Linked DNA regions of Mus musculus: region 1 is linked to region 2. A link is a contact called in public Hi-C data. All regions are on one chromosome and are shown on one strand. Each heading gives the region's core, a stretch centred on a gene start, on an enhancer-like site or on the middle of the called end of the contact. The rest is flanking DNA. Distances are from core to core; before and after follow the strand shown.

Region 1 (3,069 bases), core at 565-3,064, 120 kb after region 2:
TCCTGGGATCATCTGGGAACAGACGGAGGGTTTTGGAGGCACTGGGGAAAAGGTACAGTGTCTTTAGAAGCAAGAGACCCTCTCCTGGATGGAGACAAATAGAAGACCTGAGCAGGGTGGGTAAGGAAAAGATGGGGTTCTCAGTCCCTGCTGCACTTAAAATCTGTTTGTTTTCTGTGACCTGGGTCAAAGCCGGAGTCCTGTACACCCTGAGCCTAACATCTACTACTGCTCAGCCTTTCAAATCAGTCTTTATTGTAACAAGCAGACTTACGTGAAACCTTCCTTCCTTCCCCACCCCTGACTCCAGTGTTTAAAACATAAGCAAACACCTTTATCATCTTGTACCTGACAGCTCAGACATTTCTTCCTGCTTGAAGTCTCTCCTGTTCCATCTTCCATCTTTTGCATGTTCCTAAGAGGTAGTATTTATTCACACACACACACACACACACACACACACACACACACACACACACACACCAGCTCTCACACAGCACAAAGGCCAGTGCTAGGGTGTCAAGGCATCCTGTGTGGCTATCTGGCTATCCCACAGTGCCCCAGAAGGGTCAGTCATGACCTCAAGCTTAGCAATTCCCTAGCACCTCATACAGAGCCCTGCATACAGAGCCTGGCATACAGAGCCCGGCATACAGAGCCTGGCATACAGAGCCCTGCATACAGAGCCTGGCATACAGAGCCCTGCATACAGAGCCTGGCATACAGAGCCCGGCATACAGAACCCTGCATACAGAGCCCTGCATAAGTGTAGGGGAGCAGACAAGCCTGCAGAGCCGGGGAGGTAAACTGTGTGCAGCCAGGTCTCTACTGTCATTGAGGTGTTTCATTAATTTCTTCTTCTTTCACTTCTAGGAGATGCTAAGAGCAAACAGATTCCTTTCCTTTTCAATACCATCTTGAGTGGCTTCTCTGCCATACACAGTTCCAGATACTACTCTGGAAGCCCCAAAACGTCCACACTCAACAGAAACCATTTCTGGGTAACTGTGGAGGATGGCAAGCCCGAGAACCGGCAGCTCACGTCAGTGGGAACACCACAGCGGGGTGATGCCTGACGGAGGCGTTCAGTGTTGGAACACAATAGGAAACATTCACTAAGGGTTTCGAGACCAACGTGCAATCAATTTGAATGCTGATGCAGTTGCCCTGTACTGAAATAAACGCAGCAGAATAAATATAAATGATGAGAATAATAAACTGTCAGTGCTCTGGAATCTCGTGACAGACAATAGGGCGTTGGATTTTCCATAGTTTCTATTGGAAGCTTTTAAGAGGTTTTTTGTTTTTAATATGCCGTGAGAAAGAAAAAAAAAGAATATTAACCTCTTAATATAAGCAGTAATAACAACAATATTTTGATTCCAAATATTAACAATTAAAAGCAATCTCAGGGAAGGACGGGAAGGAACTTCAGTGTGTGTGGGTACGCTTTCTTTCCTTACGGCCCATGCGGAAAAGGACAGTGTTTCAGTGTATACATCTCTCAATAGATGTTGGTTGATCATTATTATGGTCTAGGAAACATGGTCTCTAGCTGTAAAAGACAGCTCATGGACATGCAAGTAGCCTCCCCTTAACAAAACCAACCGAATCACATTTAAAAGGGGAGAACCCTGTGCCTGACTTGCTTCTTCAAGCTAGTATCACGCCAGAGACTCAAACTCCCACAATCCTTCCTCTTTACAGTGAAGTTCTGCATAGATATCCATGTTATCTCAGGTTCACAACAACCCTAAGTGGCAGAGAAGAGTATTATCTGACCGATTCTGCCTCGAGGAAGCGGAGTGCGCAGGAGGCAAGTGACTCATCCAGGATGGAACTAGTTATAATTTGTTGAGCCAGGACTAGCACCAAGCCACCTGACTCTGAGCTTCAGTTGGCTTCCCGGTTATTTTGCATTTAAACAGAGAGTCATCTGGGTGTCACTAAAAGCTGGCTAGAGAGGTCAACTCTGGCCAAGGCGCGTTATCACGAATCTTTCGAAAATATGACCTCATTTTATATTTATGTGGAGCCGTAAAGAAGTTGAAGGCTTGAGACTGTGATCCTTGGCAGCTAAATCTTCCTCCAATTGTATGTCATAAGAACTGACAGAGACTCTTCCGTTCATGGAAGCCAGCCAAGAAGGGATGGGCGCGTTTAAGCAGCAACGTTGGTAAGCTGGAAGTCTCCGAAGCCGAGTTTCTACAGGCTTTAAACAGCGTCTCATCAAAAATGCACCGGACTCTAAATCCTTGGGTGCTTCTTAAGAGCTCAACTGACTCTTTAGAATCAGGCGCAGAAATCAATGATGCGTGCCCTGAAGACATCTAGCTTTGCCAAGTGAAGATTTCACTAGAGTGTTCCTCTGAGTGGGTCTGATAGTTAGCATTCCTGAGTGAGCTGTTAAGCTCGGATGCAATATAAATAGAAGGAACTTAGTGGCTGGTGACAGGAGACTCATCTCTTCTCTGTCCCTCTGCAACCCTCCCCCCACTCTATATCATAACTTAATGGCCTCTGATCAGTTTTCAGGTCCCAAAGAAATACCCTTTCCTTGAGCCATTAGTGTGTTAGTGGTTTATTCGGTGGGTCAATATCTAAGTTGGTGGTCTCTCGTAAATTCTAAAGAGCTGTGAAGACAGAAGAGAATCTCCAGGGTCCGTGATATAAGAGAGTTGACAGGGATGATATTTAGCACCGGAGAGGCCGACTCATTTCTTGTGCCCAGAGAGAGAGGAGAGGAAAGACTTCTTTCTTTTCAAGTCGCAGGGCTGTGAGATCACACACGAAGTCTGGAAAGTGCGAACGGAATGGCTGATTTTGCTTATCTTTTGAAGTTCACTAGACTCACGACTTGCTATACCCTTGAGATTCTATCACTAAAGATGAAAGTCAAAAATTCTATGGGAGCAAGGCATCATGGCTCAAGCTTATATTACCAGAACTTGGGTGCCCGAGGCAGAAGGATCACCCACATTTCAGGCTAGGCTAGACTATAGAGTGAGATTCTATTTTAAAGAGAGAACTGGATGGAGGGCTCAGTGGTTAAGAGTACTGACTTGTCTT
Region 2 (2,894 bases), core at 54-2,553:
GGTGGCATATAAATTAATTTAGAAACTATTAGGAAGATATTTTGCTAACCATTTGAGAAGAGATGAGATCAGACCATTAGCTCAGACTACAGGCGAATGTAAGAGTCAAATCAACTATCATGGTGTCCGGAGGATGGCACCAAGGGAAAGAGCACTTGCTTTGCAAGCGTGAAGACCTGAGTTCCAATCCCCATCACAGGCATGTCCGATGTGCCAGAAACCTTATACTGGAGGACAGAAACAGGTGGATTCTAGGAGTTCACTGTCCAGCAAATCTATCCAAGACATTGAGCTCCAGGCTCAGTCTCAAAAAAAAAAAAAAAAAAAAAAAAAGGTAGAAAATGATACAGGAAGAAAATTGGGAATAGTTCCAAGACAAGCAACATTCTTTTCTGGATTTGTTCTTACATGCACATGGTCAAGCACACACACACATACACACACACACGTGTACACACAGGCACACACAGGCACACGTACGCACATGCATGCACACACATACACAGGCACACGTTCGAACATGCATGTACACACACATCACGAGAACTCTGTGCCTAATTGTTCTCCACTTCAGAGTTTTGCTTAGCTAATTTTAGTCAAATAGCCCATAGCTCACCTGTTTGGCAAGGCTAGCTGCCTGTCGAGCCCCAGTCATTTCTCTGTGTCTGTCCCCCAGAGCTGTGATATGCTGGCCACACTTTACAGCTGTTTGTTTTAACTGCTCCCCTCTAGGCCTGCCCGGCCCCCAGGCGGGACTCAGAAGTAGAAATGGCAGTGCTGATGCTCAGCCCACTTTCTCCTTTTTATTCCTCTGAGCATTCCAACCCAAGGGATGATGCCAACCATCCACATACTGAGTGGGTCTTCCCTGCTCCGTTAAACTCTTCCCATAGACACTTGATGTGTGTTATCAGGCTGATTCTAAATCCCACCAAGTCAACAGTGAAGATTAACCACCACTAGTTATTCCTGAATTCTTAGCAACGGCCATGTTCTGATCCTCAGTTTTTGAACCAATGCAAAAGCCCTTTAATCATCTATGAGGATAAATGATCTGATGAAGGCTTTTCCCCTGGAAACACGAAAATCAGGTAGTGAAGGGAAAATGTCTTGTTTCCTTCCAGGAAACATCATGCGAATAAACTAAAAGCTTTACTGCATAGAGAAGAATAGTGAAATCCAAAATCCATCTGCAAATAGTGGAGGATTTCTCCCGTTTCACTAGGCGCATGCGCTGAATGGCTACTGTCCCGTCTCACGGTGGATCGGTGTGCTCTAACACAGATCTGGCCATCTGTCCTTGTTTTCTTCCATTTGCAGCATCTGTTCGCCCTGCTGCCTTTCTCTGCTTTTTGAATCACACAGCGTAAGCTGTCCCAGAAATGCAATTGTGAGCCACGAGCAACTCGTCTATATTCACCTACACAGTAACGTTTACAATGTTGAGATTTGGGGCTGGAGGGATGGCTCAGAGATTAAGAACAGTGGCTGCTCCTCCAGAGACTAGGAGTCAATTTCCAGCCCACCTACATGGCAGCCCAGAACCATCTGTAACCCAAGTCCCAGGGAGTCCGACTCCCCCTACTGGCACTTCATGTACATGACACATACATGCTGGCAAAACATCTATACATATAAAAAAAAAAAAAACAAAAAAAAATTTAAGATTTATGTGTGTTTGCTTCAATTAAGTTGTTATTGACATGATTTTTTGAACATGTTGCAAAAAACCAAATATATAAACCTACACCTATTTTTGGAAGAATTCATGTAGTTTGCTATCATACTGAAAAGGTTTAATAAAGAGTGTGTTTCGAGGATGAAGGCTGGTCTGCCCGGACAGATCTCAGCACTGTGCTTTCCCGCCTGGGCTAGAACAGTAGCTACCCCAGGGCATCTCAGCGAGAGTCTGCGGTCATCCGAGAACCTGCCCAGCCTGCACACCGCAGAGCTAGTTCCAGCCAGCCAGGCTTTTGGTACACCCAGGCCGGAAGCTACTAAGATGAAGACAGCTCTATTGAGCATTTATCACTTGTCCAGTCACAAGGTCAGACCCAACCTGCTTGATAGGCAAGACAAGAAGCTCCAGGTTCACCTGACGAGTTCCCGCGTCTACATCCGGGAAACACGAATTTTAAAGAACCCAGAAAGAAGTTTCTCCACGGCTTCACTCCTCCCTCCTGCTTTATTTCCAGCCCCCCCCCCCATGTTCTTCGATGTTGTTCCACTTTTAAATGCTTTTACGTTTTGATTTTTTATTCTCTTCCGTTTATCAAATTTTGCATATGCTTTTTTTTTTTTTTGTGAATCCCTCTAGGCCTAGACCTTTTTTGTTTTTTTTAAAAAGTTTCCTTTTATTATTTTATGTATATGTGTGTTTTGCCTGCATGTGTGTCTATGCAACTCGTGCATGCCTGGTGTTCATGAAAGGCAGAGGTGGGCATTGGATCCCTTGGAACTGGAATTACAGACATTTGAGAGCTGGTGTGTGGGTACTAGGATTGAACCTTGGTCCTCTGGAAAAGCTGTCAGTGCTTGTAACTGCTGAGCCATCTCTCCAGTCCCTGGGCATGCAGCTTTCTTCTTTTTTTCTTTCTTTCTTTCTCTCTTTCTTTCTTTCTTTCTTTCTTTCTTTCTTTCTTTCTTTCTTTCTTTCTTTCTTTCTTCCTTCCTTCCTTCCTTCCTTCCTTCCTTCCTTCCTTTCTTTCTTTCTTTTTCTCTCTTTCTTTCAATTTTATTTTATTTTATTTTATTTTTTTTCACTCCAGATTTTATCCCCCTCCCAGTCCTCCCGCTGAAGTGTTCCACATCCCATACCTCCCCTGTACCTTGTCTCCACGAGGATGTCTTCACCCCCACCCCCACTTCCTGGGGCCTCCAGTCTCTTGAGGGTT

The links. A called contact is a pair of places that touch in the nucleus more often than the background predicts.
Region 1: a contact with region 2 is called in a Hi-C map of cerebellar granule neurons, with 2.5 times the contacts expected there. The contact joins two enhancer-like sites. A contact is called at or near these places in 1 of 15 datasets of contacts at CTCF or cohesin (large pre-B cells), 6 of 484 Hi-C or Micro-C datasets (the AtT-20 cell line, B cells, cerebellar granule neurons and 3 more), 2 of 115 datasets of contacts at active chromatin or transcription factors (embryonic stem cells and trophoblast stem cells) and 1 of 9 other capture datasets (embryonic stem cells).

The regions. Positions count from the first base shown.
Region 1 is chr10:116,769,572-116,772,640 of GRCm38.p6, forward strand. No RefSeq gene overlaps it. Among named protein-coding and RNA genes, the nearest start is that of 4930579P08Rik, 42 kb to the left of the region's middle. Within about 2 kb of position 1,815, at least 34 of the 459 cell types and tissues checked have an H3K27ac peak or open chromatin away from gene starts, as enhancers often do. A contact at or near this core is called in cerebellar granule neurons, where this site is marked.
Region 2 is chr10:116,652,303-116,655,196 of GRCm38.p6, forward strand. No RefSeq gene overlaps it. Among named protein-coding and RNA genes, the nearest start is that of Gm26579, 21 kb to the right of the region's middle. Within about 2 kb of position 1,304, at least 25 of the 459 cell types and tissues checked have an H3K27ac peak or open chromatin away from gene starts, as enhancers often do. A contact at or near this core is called in cerebellar granule neurons, where this site is marked.